Linked DNA regions of Mus musculus: all the other regions are linked to region 3. The links are chromatin contacts, called in public HiChIP or PLAC-seq maps. All regions are on one chromosome and are shown on one strand. Each heading gives the region's core, a stretch centred on a gene start, on an enhancer-like site or on the middle of the called end of the contact. The rest is flanking DNA. Distances are from core to core; before and after follow the strand shown. Region 1 holds the start of Chst10 (carbohydrate sulfotransferase 10). Region 2 overlaps Tmem131 (transmembrane protein 131). Region 3 holds the start of Lipt1 (lipoyltransferase 1).

Region 1 (3,722 bases), core at 1,201-3,700, 1.0 Mb after region 3:
CCAGTGAGAGATACAAGAGTGGTGGAGGCAGAAGCTTGGAGTAAGGGAGAGTGTCCAGAGACTGTACATCGGGTATGAAGCCAGCACTAGCTGCAATGCACGCCATTTCAGGAACCATTTCTGAGTGTGTGCATACACAGCCATCAGCAGGGGCTTATGTCCCTGAGATGTCTAAATCGGAGAGACAGGAGGCACTACAGATATTGAAAAGCCATGATCTTAAATACCTGATGGGTTCACATTTTCCATCACGGACCATCTGCGGCCTGGGTTTGGAGGCGTCACATTGCCAAGCTGGACTTGTTCCTCTTGAGGTTTATGGTCCCTCTGTCACTGTGTGGGATGGTCTGAAATAACAGTGAGAATTCAAGGCCATCCTCGGCTGCACAGCTTGCAGTCAGAACGGGCTGCATAAACCCCATCTCAAAAACAAAAGACCAAAACCACCCCTCAAAGTTAGGTCAATTTTCTTAATATAACTTAGTTTCTATGGGAAACAGTCAGTTGGAATATTCATGCATATTTTCTAGAACAGGTTCCTCACAAAAAGCAGGTAGCGTCTGTATTTCTTGATAAGCAAGAATGTATTTCAAATGTGGCATAAGAGCCAGCTATTTAAGAACCATCTCTGTGATTCAGTAAGAAAATTAAAATTATTAATGAAATATATTTTATCATGAATAATCCAATTCCACTGTTTTATTTGCTAAATGTTGGGTAAATAATTTTTTATACAGAACCATGAGTTATTCCAATGACAGATACACTCTGGGTTCTGTCAAGCCTTAGCATCTGGCAGATTCTAGACAAACGTCACTTGATAAATGAATAATGGAATAAACGTCAACCTGGTGGCATTAGAGAAATCATAGGTAGGGCTGTTGGCACAATAAACAAACAATGGCCTTTATTCTAAAACAGGAAAACCTCAGTATTAAAATTAATGGTAAGTTCGCCTCACATAGCTTAAGCAATTCCAGACTGTGTGATGAGAAAACTGTCTGGTTCAGAAGATCTCAAGTTCAGGGTCTTATATAGTCAGTCCTCTCTCCCCACCGTACTCCTGGCTCTCTCCTAATTCTTCAAAACGGACCCAAATATTACTGCAAGTGGCACAGAATACTTGCAAGTGTTTTCTGATGCTCTTTGTTCAACTTTGCAAAAACAAAACAAACAAACAAACAAACAAAACTCTATTTTCCTTTCCGGGAGGGGGCGGCTTTCTTGGGAATTTCTTCTGTTCTTGAGGGTCAAGAGCAAACATGTGAAGATTTTTCTTTTCATCTTGAAACTCCAATTCTGCTTTAAGATAAACTATGTCCTAATTATCCTGGGGACCACTGAAGGTAGAAAGTCATTTCTCTCTTTGTGTCTTTTCTTTTTAACCCAGTCACTTAGAAAAGATGAAGTCGTGGCTAGTGATCAGCAAGCGGGAACGAAGCTGAGCTGTCTCACTTTAAGAATGTCTCAAGACATATCCTGCTCTGGCAGTTCCAATAGACCAGCGCAAAAACCCAACTCCTTGTGGCTAACCAGAACCTGCCTGGCTGAGCTACTTTGTATTCACTGCCCTGCCCTTTCCTGCCTTGAATAGACTTGGAGAACGAAAAAGCACCAGCTTTTGGAAAACCTGTTTCATCTTTCCAGCCAGAAAGTGCAGTAATTGATGCCTAGACCTCCAACTTCTGACAGACCTCTTGGTGAAGGTATGGGCCAGCAAGCAGGACCTGCTCGCAGGCAGAACTCCTTCCCCTAGCGCCCCGGGAGCCGCGCTCAACCGTGCGCTCCTTCGCAAAGGCTGCACAGGTTCCTCCCTCCAGTCCTCCTTCCCAGCACGCTCCTGGGACCCAAGTGGGAAAACATTCTCCTCTTTCCACCCCACCCCACATTTACAAACGCAAGTCTCCATCCCAGGGTGGCAAAGGTAGACGATGGATGGTTCAAGTATCATCGATTCCATTCATCACTGCATCCAGCACAAGGACGCCGCCTCGTTGCATAATTAAGTGATGAAGGCTCTTCCCAGGAATCTCTCCATCCAGGGACGTCTTTAAGTCGCCACAGCACACACCGAGGTAGCTCGCTGAGGAAAACCGAGTCCACCACCCTTCTGTCTACCCGGCAAAGGGGTGGGGGACAGCACTTCATTGAGACCCGCCACCCCCGAGTTCCCAGCTCACCCTCGTACATCGGCGCTCGCGCTCCTCCCAGCCGCTGGCGCTCTGCTCGGGCCTCGCGGGGCCTGTGGGCGTCCCCGGAGCCCCGGAGGCGGGCTCTGCCCAGACCTCCGCACCGCTACCCGCCTACCCTCCTGCAGGGTGCAGGGGTGCAGCCACGCCGGAAGGAGGAAGCCGGGCGCGTGCGAGCTTCGGGGTGCAAGACCGCCGCCCACTGCCGCCCGGGAGTGTGGGCCTGGTCCTGCGCGTCGTCGCCGCCACCGCTGTGCACGCGCGCGCGCGTCCACGTTGCAGGAAGCCAGGAGGACGCACCGCGCACCCACCATCCCAGGCCTCCTGGTCCCCATTGGCCTGTGGAGAAATTGTACAGATGCAGCAACCCAGCCGCACCGCGCAGAAAACACCTTGGAGAAGGCAAAGGAAATCCAAAACTTAGGAAAACGCAACAATGTCAACGACAATGAAACACATAAGTAGATCAACAATCATTCTTTAAAAAAAAAAATTTTTTTTGACCTGAGGAAAGGTCAGATCGCTTGAGCTTTGGTATAGTACAAATCTTTATTCTTCCTTAGTTATTTGCATTTGTTTCTATTCTGTTTTATTTTGTTTTTTCTTTTTTAAAAGACCATGCCTCAATGGAGTGCAGGCTTACCTGTAACTCACTCCGAAGCTCAGGTTGGACTCCAGCGTGAGGCAATCCTCCTTTCTCAGCCTCAGGGATGCAGGGCATGGTAAATGCTAGGTACCACACCTTCCTCTATCCATAGATTTTTTAAAATTACTTTTATTATTTTTATGTTTGCATCTCTGTGTGGGTGTGTATACTTGAATATAGGGCCCACAGAGTCAGGAAAAGTGTGGGATCCCTTCCAGCAAGACTTAAGAGGGAATTGTGAGTTACTCAGTGTGGGTGCTAGGAACTGAACTCAGGTCCTCTGCAAAGGTGGTACCACCTCTTAACTGCTGTGCCATCTCTCCAGCCCCATTCATAGTTTCTTAACAACCCTGATTGGTTACCTGGGCATGGTGGCTCACTTTAATCCCAGTATAGGGAGGCAGAGGTAGGCAAATTCTTGAGTTCTAGTCCAGCCTGGTCTACAGAGCAACTTCCACCAGGTCTACACAGAGAATGTCTCTCTCTCTCTCTCTCTCTCTCTCTCTCTCTCTCTCTCTCCACACACACACACACACACACACACACACACACAGAGAGAGAGAGAGAGAGAGAGAGAGAGAGAGAGAGAGAGAACTGGTTAAGAAATGTCTGGAGAAAAACTTTTACAAACTGGCAGGGTTGGTTTCTCAGTGAACTTATCTCAGTCAGAAGGAGTCATCTGCAGACAGGAAGCCTCCCCAGGAACACAACACAGACAGTGAATGGGGAGTAGACCCCATTATCTCCAAGGCTGTTCTCCTGCCCAGGAGTACTGGGCCAGGCTCCGAGAAGACAGCTTCTGTGTGATTCAGAAGTCCAGTTTCTGTACGTTTCACTCAGAAGCTGTGACTTTTAAAAGGCCCAATTTATGAAGATTATGACTGACT
Region 2 (3,499 bases), core at 76-2,575, 1.0 Mb before region 3:
ACACATGGGAAACCTAAAGGTCTCCTTCTCTACATGAAAGCCTACTTTCTAAGATAAGAGGACAAGAAGATATCTCAAGACTCATCCATCTTGAAGAAAGCCACACACAAAGGTGCCCTGAAACTGTGTCCTAGTAGGAAGAGTGAGCACACCTCAGGGCACTGTGACCCCATGTGGCCTCTGCAGTGTTTCTCCCCAGCTTGGCAGGGTAAGCACGGTCCACTGTCAAAGGGTAAGGCTGCACTCTAGTGAGCACTAGGGACTGAGGCTCACTACAGAGGCACTGAACTTGGAAGTGAGGCTCGGATGCTTACAACTTAGGAAATCAGGTCTATCTACACAAACTTAAAGTTAAGACAAACAAACAAATAAACAAACACCCCACTAAATGGTGTATTTTTAGTATATATTTAAATTGAACACTTTATAAGGTTTATTTTTTTAAATTATCCTCAATGATACAAATCATTTTAACTGAAAGAATTCAAAGATATCAATTCTATCCGCACTGTTCTAATAAAGAGAGCCTCGGGCTGGTGAGATGGCTCAGTGGGTAAGAGCACCCGACTGTTCTTCCGAAGGTCAGGAGTTCAAATCCCAGCAACCACATGGTGGCTCACAACCATCCATAACGAGATCTGACTCCCTCTTCTGGAGTGTCTGAGGACAGCTACAGGGTACTTACATATAATAAATAAATAAATAAATAAATAAATAAATAAATAAATAAATAAGCAAATCTAAAAAAAAAAAAAAGAAAGAAAGCCTCAGAGTATAACGCAATGTTTCAACAGTCGGGTACCGAGAGGACTGAAGCCAGGCTCCTGACTCGGTACAGGGCCACTTGTCTGACATCCTGGTATACAAATTGCACAGTAACCTTAATTCTAAGTATCAAATCATTGGGGCTGTGTGAACTTGACATCAAAGCCCACTTATCCCCCCCCCTCCCCCCAGGACAATCCTCCACCTGTGAAGCTCATGCCTGCTTCACGGCCGGCAGGGCACTAGATTCCTCCCCAGTCGAGGCTGATCCTTATAAAGGAGAACTCTTCCCAGTCTGAGCATCAAATGTGAGTCCCTTGAAGCCACAACAGAAGTGAGAAGAATATGAAAAAGGACACTGGCCTGCAGCCTGGTGCTTGCTATGGCAGGGACTTAAGAAGATTAGAGTAACTCCAGGGCCTGCCAGGGCAGCTCACTCTCCCACGCACTGCCATTAGCCCTGGGGGCTAGCAAGACCTCACAGGCTGGGGCACCCTAAGGACTGCTCCCTCCCTCCCGCAGAAGCACTGCTGGAATCCTTGCACCTCTGCTCTCCCAGCATGAGCTTCTCATCTGCTTCACTGTGCGCTGAAGACTGGGCTGGGAACCAGAAGATCTGCTCACAGCAATTCCTTACTTATCAATAAGCTTACTGTTAGTAGCAACCGTCTAAAACACAGACCTCTCCATCCCCTCAAGCATATGTAAGCATTTTGAGAGTAAACAAAGAACAGCTAGAACTGTGAGCTAAGCTGCAAATGGAAGGAAGTTTCTTTTGCTTTTATTGCACGATTTTACCACCCGAGCAAGGGAAGCCACGGAGCACACGTGGCAGGCAGGCAGGCAGCAGGAGTGCAGCTGGAGCCCCAGCTGCTCGTGGCCACACTCAGGCTCACTTCCCCACCTGTGAGAATTTCTCTAGGGTATGATCTGTCTGCGGAGCTAGAGAGCTGGCCTTGTGAGCTGAGGCCTCAGAGGGCTTTCCTTCACTGTCTACCTTGTGAGACAGCAACAATGGAAGCACGGCCATGTCCAGACATGCTCCCTTGCTGCAGCGGTTCCTGAGGGGCCACACCGTAGCATGCTCTCTGTGGTAGCAGCCTTGCAAAACCGTACCAGAAAGAACAAGTCATGTTTTTTTGCTGAGATACAGTTGTTATAAGCAGGAAGATCTTAAAATACATGTTGAAAAAAAATGATTCTTTCACTTCAAATGCAATACTTTAAGCATTGCCAAATGAGAGAGAGAATTTACATTCAGAGTTATCACTGCAAAACATACTGCACTAATAGTGAACAAATGTAAAGTTGGTGAGCCACTTTACACAAGGAGTCTGAACTGTGCACTCTTAAAAATAAACCTGAATCATCAGGTAAAACTCATTTGTCTAAGGAAATAACAAATAAATAAATAACAAACAAAAATCACAATAAAATACTTAAAGTTCATTCAGGTAACTTAAGATGAAAAAATTATTCAAAATCATTGCCTTGTAATGAACTTATTTATACTAGCCACTTTAGTACTAGTTACTAACTACTGCTAATTCAAAGATGACTTAAGAAATGGGAAAGCAGGGCTGGAGAGATGGCTCAGTGGTTAAGAGCACTGACTGATGATCTTCCAGAGGTTCTGAGTTCAATTCCCAGCAACCACCTGGAGGATCAAAACATCTGTAATGGGATCTGATGCTTGCATCTATTCTTAATACATGTTTAGTCTTTTCTCATGATATTCAGGTCAAACTAGCACTCAGTAATTATGTCAGGTGTGGTGTGCATGCCTATAATCCCAGTACCTAGGAAGCTGAGGTAGATCTCTGTGAGTTCAGAGCCACGTGTGAGACCTTGGTTTTTTGTCTTTTTTTAAAAAAAAGATTCCAAGACATATTGAGCAGTCAGAGCATGCCAACAAGCGAGGGGAAACCGGCTAGTACATAGCAACTGGATATTTTGTGTATACATTCACTAGAGCAAATGTCAAGCTGATACAAATGGCTCCCACTCATCAACTACCAAGGAAGCTCATGCAAGCCTCCCTTTGAAGATATCTGAGGCACATGGGTGTCATGATATCAGGAAGGCTGTTTTCTCAGTTACATGACAGACAGGAGGGCCTGAATGTGGGCCTTCTGTGCATGGTCAGGGGATCACATCTGGAGCTCCCTGAATTGCTATCACACACTGGGAAGGACCACAGTGTTTAAAGAGAGAATAGATCTTGGAAGAGAAATGAATAAAATACACATTAACATTCAGCACAGCCTAACTGGAGGAAAATGACTTCTCTAAAGACACACCAGGCTCTAATCTTGTTATACTATGTGAAAGAAATGCTGAAATAAACAGAAAGCACGACAAAGCAAAGCTTGGTTCTCAGAAAACTCAGTTTTCAGTGAATGTAAGAGAGAGATCTACGCCCATGTGACCTCCCCGACTGAGCACCATGACAGCACTGGCTGGTCTCTCTCATCTTTTACGCTTGTGCCAAAGTAGGCACAGCGTTTGTCTACAATGTGTAAGTCGGCTGATCCTTTCCTTACCACACTTAGATGGACCCAAAGAAGTCTGGGTTCAAAGTGAGCTCAACGGTAAGGGGGACTTGGGCAGTCTGAGCCACAGCTCCACCTTCAGGATGCAGTCTAGTGCACAGCTGATGCTGACAGTTATTAAATGAACGAGTAGATGAATGAAGACCAGGATTCTCATATCCTACATACAACCAAGAGTCTAC
Region 3 (3,710 bases), core at 348-2,847:
ACTAGCCTTGTGGGACTAAGCAGCTACTAGATCCTTGGACTTCCCATTCACAGCTGATCGTTGTTGGGGAGTTGGACTACAGACTGTAAGTCATCATAATAGATTTCCTTACTATAGAGAGACAGACTATAAGTTCTCTGACTCTAGAGAACCCTGACTAATACATTTTGTAACATACATACATACATACATACATACATACAGATTGATTTGCTGTATAATGTGTGTTATCTCAGCCTTAATATGGTGATTAAATGAAAGAAGCCCATGCTAATACCTTTAATCCCAGCACTTGGAAGGCAGAGGCAGAAAGCTCTCTGTGAGGCCAGTCTGGTCCACATAGCGAGTTCCAGGCAAGCCTGCCTTACAGGGGGAGACCCTAACTCACACTCAAATAGAAGTTTTAAGAAGAGCAGACAGAGCCAGGCATGGTGGAGCACACTTTTAATTTCAGCACTCCAGAAGCAGAGGCAGGTGGATCTCTGTGCATTCAAGGCCAGCCTGGTCTACAAAATGAGTTCCAGAACAGCCAGGGCTACACAGAGAAACCCTGTCTTGGGGATTGGGAGCGGGGGAGGAGACAGAATAAAATGCAGGAAAGGAGAATTGCCATCACCAGAGGACTATAAAGCAGGTTAGAGTGTTATTGGACATTCCAGTGGAGAAGCTGAAGAAGTAGAAAAAGAGGATAACTGGTCCAAAGACAGACATCTTAGAGCAGACAGTGGAGAATGAAGGAAGGTCATTGAAGGAAATTAAAACAAAACAAAACAAAAAACAAAAACAAAACAGAACAACAACAACAGAAAAAAACTGTCCCTTCTCAGATTTCAAAGAATACAATATAGAAGCAGACTACTAATTTAGGAGCCCTACTAAGGGCAACACAATGTGGGGCTATTTTGATAACTAGCAAAATTCCTACAATGACGAATGGAAAAGTATCCCTTCCCACCCTCATAATACCATCCAGCTGAAGACTGATCTCATCAAAGTTGCAGTAACAGACAGGAGTCCTGTCTGTGGTGCAGCTAATTTATATACCCTGAATTAACTCTGCTCATTTACTGCGTTAGCAGTACCAGGAGGCAAGGCTGGAGAGGCTTCCATTCTAACTGAAGGAGGAGAGACTGGTTTCTGTGGAAGAGCGAGGAATGACCACAAATTCTTTGGGCTCTGCTCATCAAGAAGTGGGTCCGTGATCTCATTCCTTAACTCTAGTCTGGCTTTGTTGTTCCTGGGGCCATAGGAATGCGGTTGAAGCGCTTCCAAGTGCCTTGAATCGAACCGCCCCAGCAGCTAGACAGCACCTCCTGAGTGTGAACAGACCATTTTGGACCACACAGTTTAGCCAACTCTTGCTGAAAGAAACCAGCATAGGAATCACCCAGCTCGTCTTTACATATTTTGGTAAGTGGACTTTGTCCTTTCAATGAATCTAGTTCTAAATGCATTGGCCTGAAGGAAATAACCTTAAAAATATTTGCTTCTATTTCAGGCTTAGCCACGACCTCCTGGGGGTGTGGCTTATCCAGGGGGCGAGCTTTACGGGGGCGTGGCCTCTTGAGGGCGGGTCTCTTGGGCGGGGCTGGGGAGGACTCCCCAGCAACTGCGTCTAGAGGGCTGAGTGTTCTGGGTTCCACGTGGGTTGATTGAGTTTTAATTTGCAGAAAAAGCTGCTGCGGGCGCGACCGGAAGTGGCAGGTGAGTGAAGCCGGAAGCAGTTCCAGTGAATTCTTTGCGGGTTGTGGAGGCACACGCTGAGCAGGAGTGGGTGCTGCGGAGAGCACGCGTGCGTCCCATGGGCCCCTCCTATTGGTTCTGAAAGCTCTGCAGATTACACCTGGTGCTCCGGACGTAATTTCATTATTGGGAACAGTTGATTTCTAATACGGCGTAGGGTAAACTAAACAAGACATTCAGTGCTAGTCGCGTGCCTGCTCCCGAAGAGTAAAGCTTGCTTAAAAGTTCGTAATCACTTCCAGGTTTGGATCGCGTTATTAGGAGGATAGCAAATAGTTTTGGTAAGGCCTTGTGAGGAAGGTAGGCCTGTAGTTAGGTCTTGCTTTACACTCTGTCAGGGAGAAGCATGTGTTGGCAGTTGCAGAAGTGTCTCCCAGAGCATGGAAGTAAGAGCCTCCTGAGGAAATAATTATAACACCAGTAATGAAGATGAAAGCAGAGAGCTGGGGGTGGATTGCTCGGCGGTACAGTTCAAACCTAGACTGAGTGAGTTCCATCCCTTGCTCAGCTAAAGCTGTTAAAATAGAGTGTAGTTGGGTATATCAACCACATCCTAGCCCAGGCGCCTACAGAGGAGTAGGTGGCCAACACAAAACAAACTCCACGGGCTTTTTTTTTTTTTTCTTTTTTGGTCTTGTCTCGTTGATCTTTTACTTATTTTGACTTTAGTTTTCATAGGTTTTGGTTTTTTAAAGAAAGAACATAAAGTTGGGTGGATAGGGAGGTGGTGGGATCTGAAAAAAACGGGGAGAGGAAGGAACGTGATCAAAATGCATTGTATAAAAAGTTTTTCATTTAAAAAAGTAAAATATGGGTGTGGGTCGCTATGCAAAGTAACACTGTAGAAACAGAATTCTACCAGGTTTTCAAAAGTTAGATTGTTTCATTTTGTCTGTCAGCTACAGTCTGTCTCAGAAGGTATGTCAGGCCTTCAACCCAGAGGCAGAGGCAAATAGATCTCTGTGAGCTCAAGGTCAGCCTGGTCTACAGAGGTAGTTTCAGGAGATCCAGGGCTACACACTCATCGTGTCTGAGGGTGGGGAGATTGTGTTCTGATAACTAAAATAATTTGTGATACGATACATAATAATCATTTAGTTTAACTCCTTAAAATGACTCACGTGTAACTATTTTAGTAGTCCTATTTAAACATGACTCACACAGATTTACAGTCTTTATTCTGGCAATGTGTCTCCCTTCCCTGTGACTCTTGTCACCTTTATGTAGTTCACTGATGAATCCCAACTGTCAAGGACAAAGCATGCCTTATAGTTACTGCAGACTCTGTCAGCCATTGGCTGGTTAATTGTGGACCATAGTTAATGTATCAAGGTAAACTCCAGTTTGACATATCTTTTAGGAATCCTTGTACACTTGAAAGAAGACATGTTAAACTGTCAAAAAAAAAAATGGATTGGAAGAGAAGACCTTGAAATCACAATTATTTAGGTTCATCTCATGTGCTCTTGAATTCAGTTAAAGGCAACTGGATCAGATAGAGATTAAACTACCGGTCTAAAGCTATTCAGTTAGTTGCAAAGCAAGCATTAAAATGTAAAAGCAACTATTTTACCTGAACCTCTATATATGTTAATAAGTGTGACTATTGTCACCTTAGGAGAGGATGTCACAAGGTCTTTTTCAAATCCCAACTTCAATGGGCACATTCTAGTTTATTAGTATCCGAGACGTCATGACACCTAATCCTTGATGTTTCTCCCTTGGATCACCCAAGAAGAGGACCTTAGGCCAGTGAGCCCAGAAAACCACTAAGCTTCAGGTTGAGTAAGAGACCCTGCCTCAAAGAATATAGTAGAGAGTGAGAGGACTCTTGGACATTGACCTCTGACCTGTGCATGCACAAATGTGTGCTCAAACACATACACAGAGACACAGACAAAAATAAATTTAATAAGTGAAAGCCAGAATGGCAGTGTATGTCTATATTCTAGTTAAAGCTAGGGCAA

The links. HiChIP or PLAC-seq counts read pairs in DNA pulled down with a chosen protein or histone mark.
Region 1: a contact with region 3 is called in an H3K27ac HiChIP or PLAC-seq map of regulatory T cells, with 7 times the contacts expected there. The contact joins the promoter of Chst10 here to the promoter of Lipt1 in region 3. A contact is called at or near these places in 1 of 39 promoter capture datasets (the 3T3-L1 cell line), 1 of 484 Hi-C or Micro-C datasets (CD4 T cells) and 1 of 115 datasets of contacts at active chromatin or transcription factors (regulatory T cells).
Region 2: an H3K27ac HiChIP or PLAC-seq map of embryonic stem cells shows a contact between it and region 3, with 4 times the contacts expected there. The contact joins the enhancer-like site here to the promoter of Lipt1 in region 3. A contact is called at or near these places in 6 of 39 promoter capture datasets (the C10 cell line, the HPC-7 cell line, HPC-7-derived erythroid cells and 3 more), 4 of 115 datasets of contacts at active chromatin or transcription factors (T-cell acute lymphoblastic leukemia, embryonic stem cells and pro-B cells) and 1 of 9 other capture datasets (embryonic stem cells).

Annotation. Positions count from the first base shown.
Region 1 is chr1:38,895,710-38,899,431 of GRCm38.p6, forward strand. It overlaps Chst10 (carbohydrate sulfotransferase 10), which reads right to left and starts at 2,451. Exons shown (of 7, transcript NM_145142.2): 1 at 2,181-2,451; 2 at 228-347. The coding sequence starts at 249. Gm51581 reads left to right here and starts at 901. Exons shown (of 3, transcript XM_030243909.1): 1 at 901-946; 2 at 1,693-1,924; 3 at 2,008-3,241. The coding sequence starts at 901. The coding sequence ends at 2,641.
Region 2 is chr1:36,829,871-36,833,369 of GRCm38.p6, forward strand. The region is part of intron 11 of Tmem131 (transmembrane protein 131); the gene reads right to left. Among named protein-coding and RNA genes, the nearest start is that of Zap70, 70 kb to the left of the region's middle. Within about 2 kb of position 1,326, at least 82 of the 459 cell types and tissues checked have an H3K27ac peak or open chromatin away from gene starts, as enhancers often do. A contact at or near this core is called in T-cell acute lymphoblastic leukemia, embryonic stem cells, pro-B cells and 1 more, where this site is marked.
Region 3 is chr1:37,870,622-37,874,331 of GRCm38.p6, forward strand. It overlaps Lipt1 (lipoyltransferase 1), which reads left to right and starts at 1,598. Exons shown (of 2, transcript NM_001037918.4): 1 at 1,598-1,704.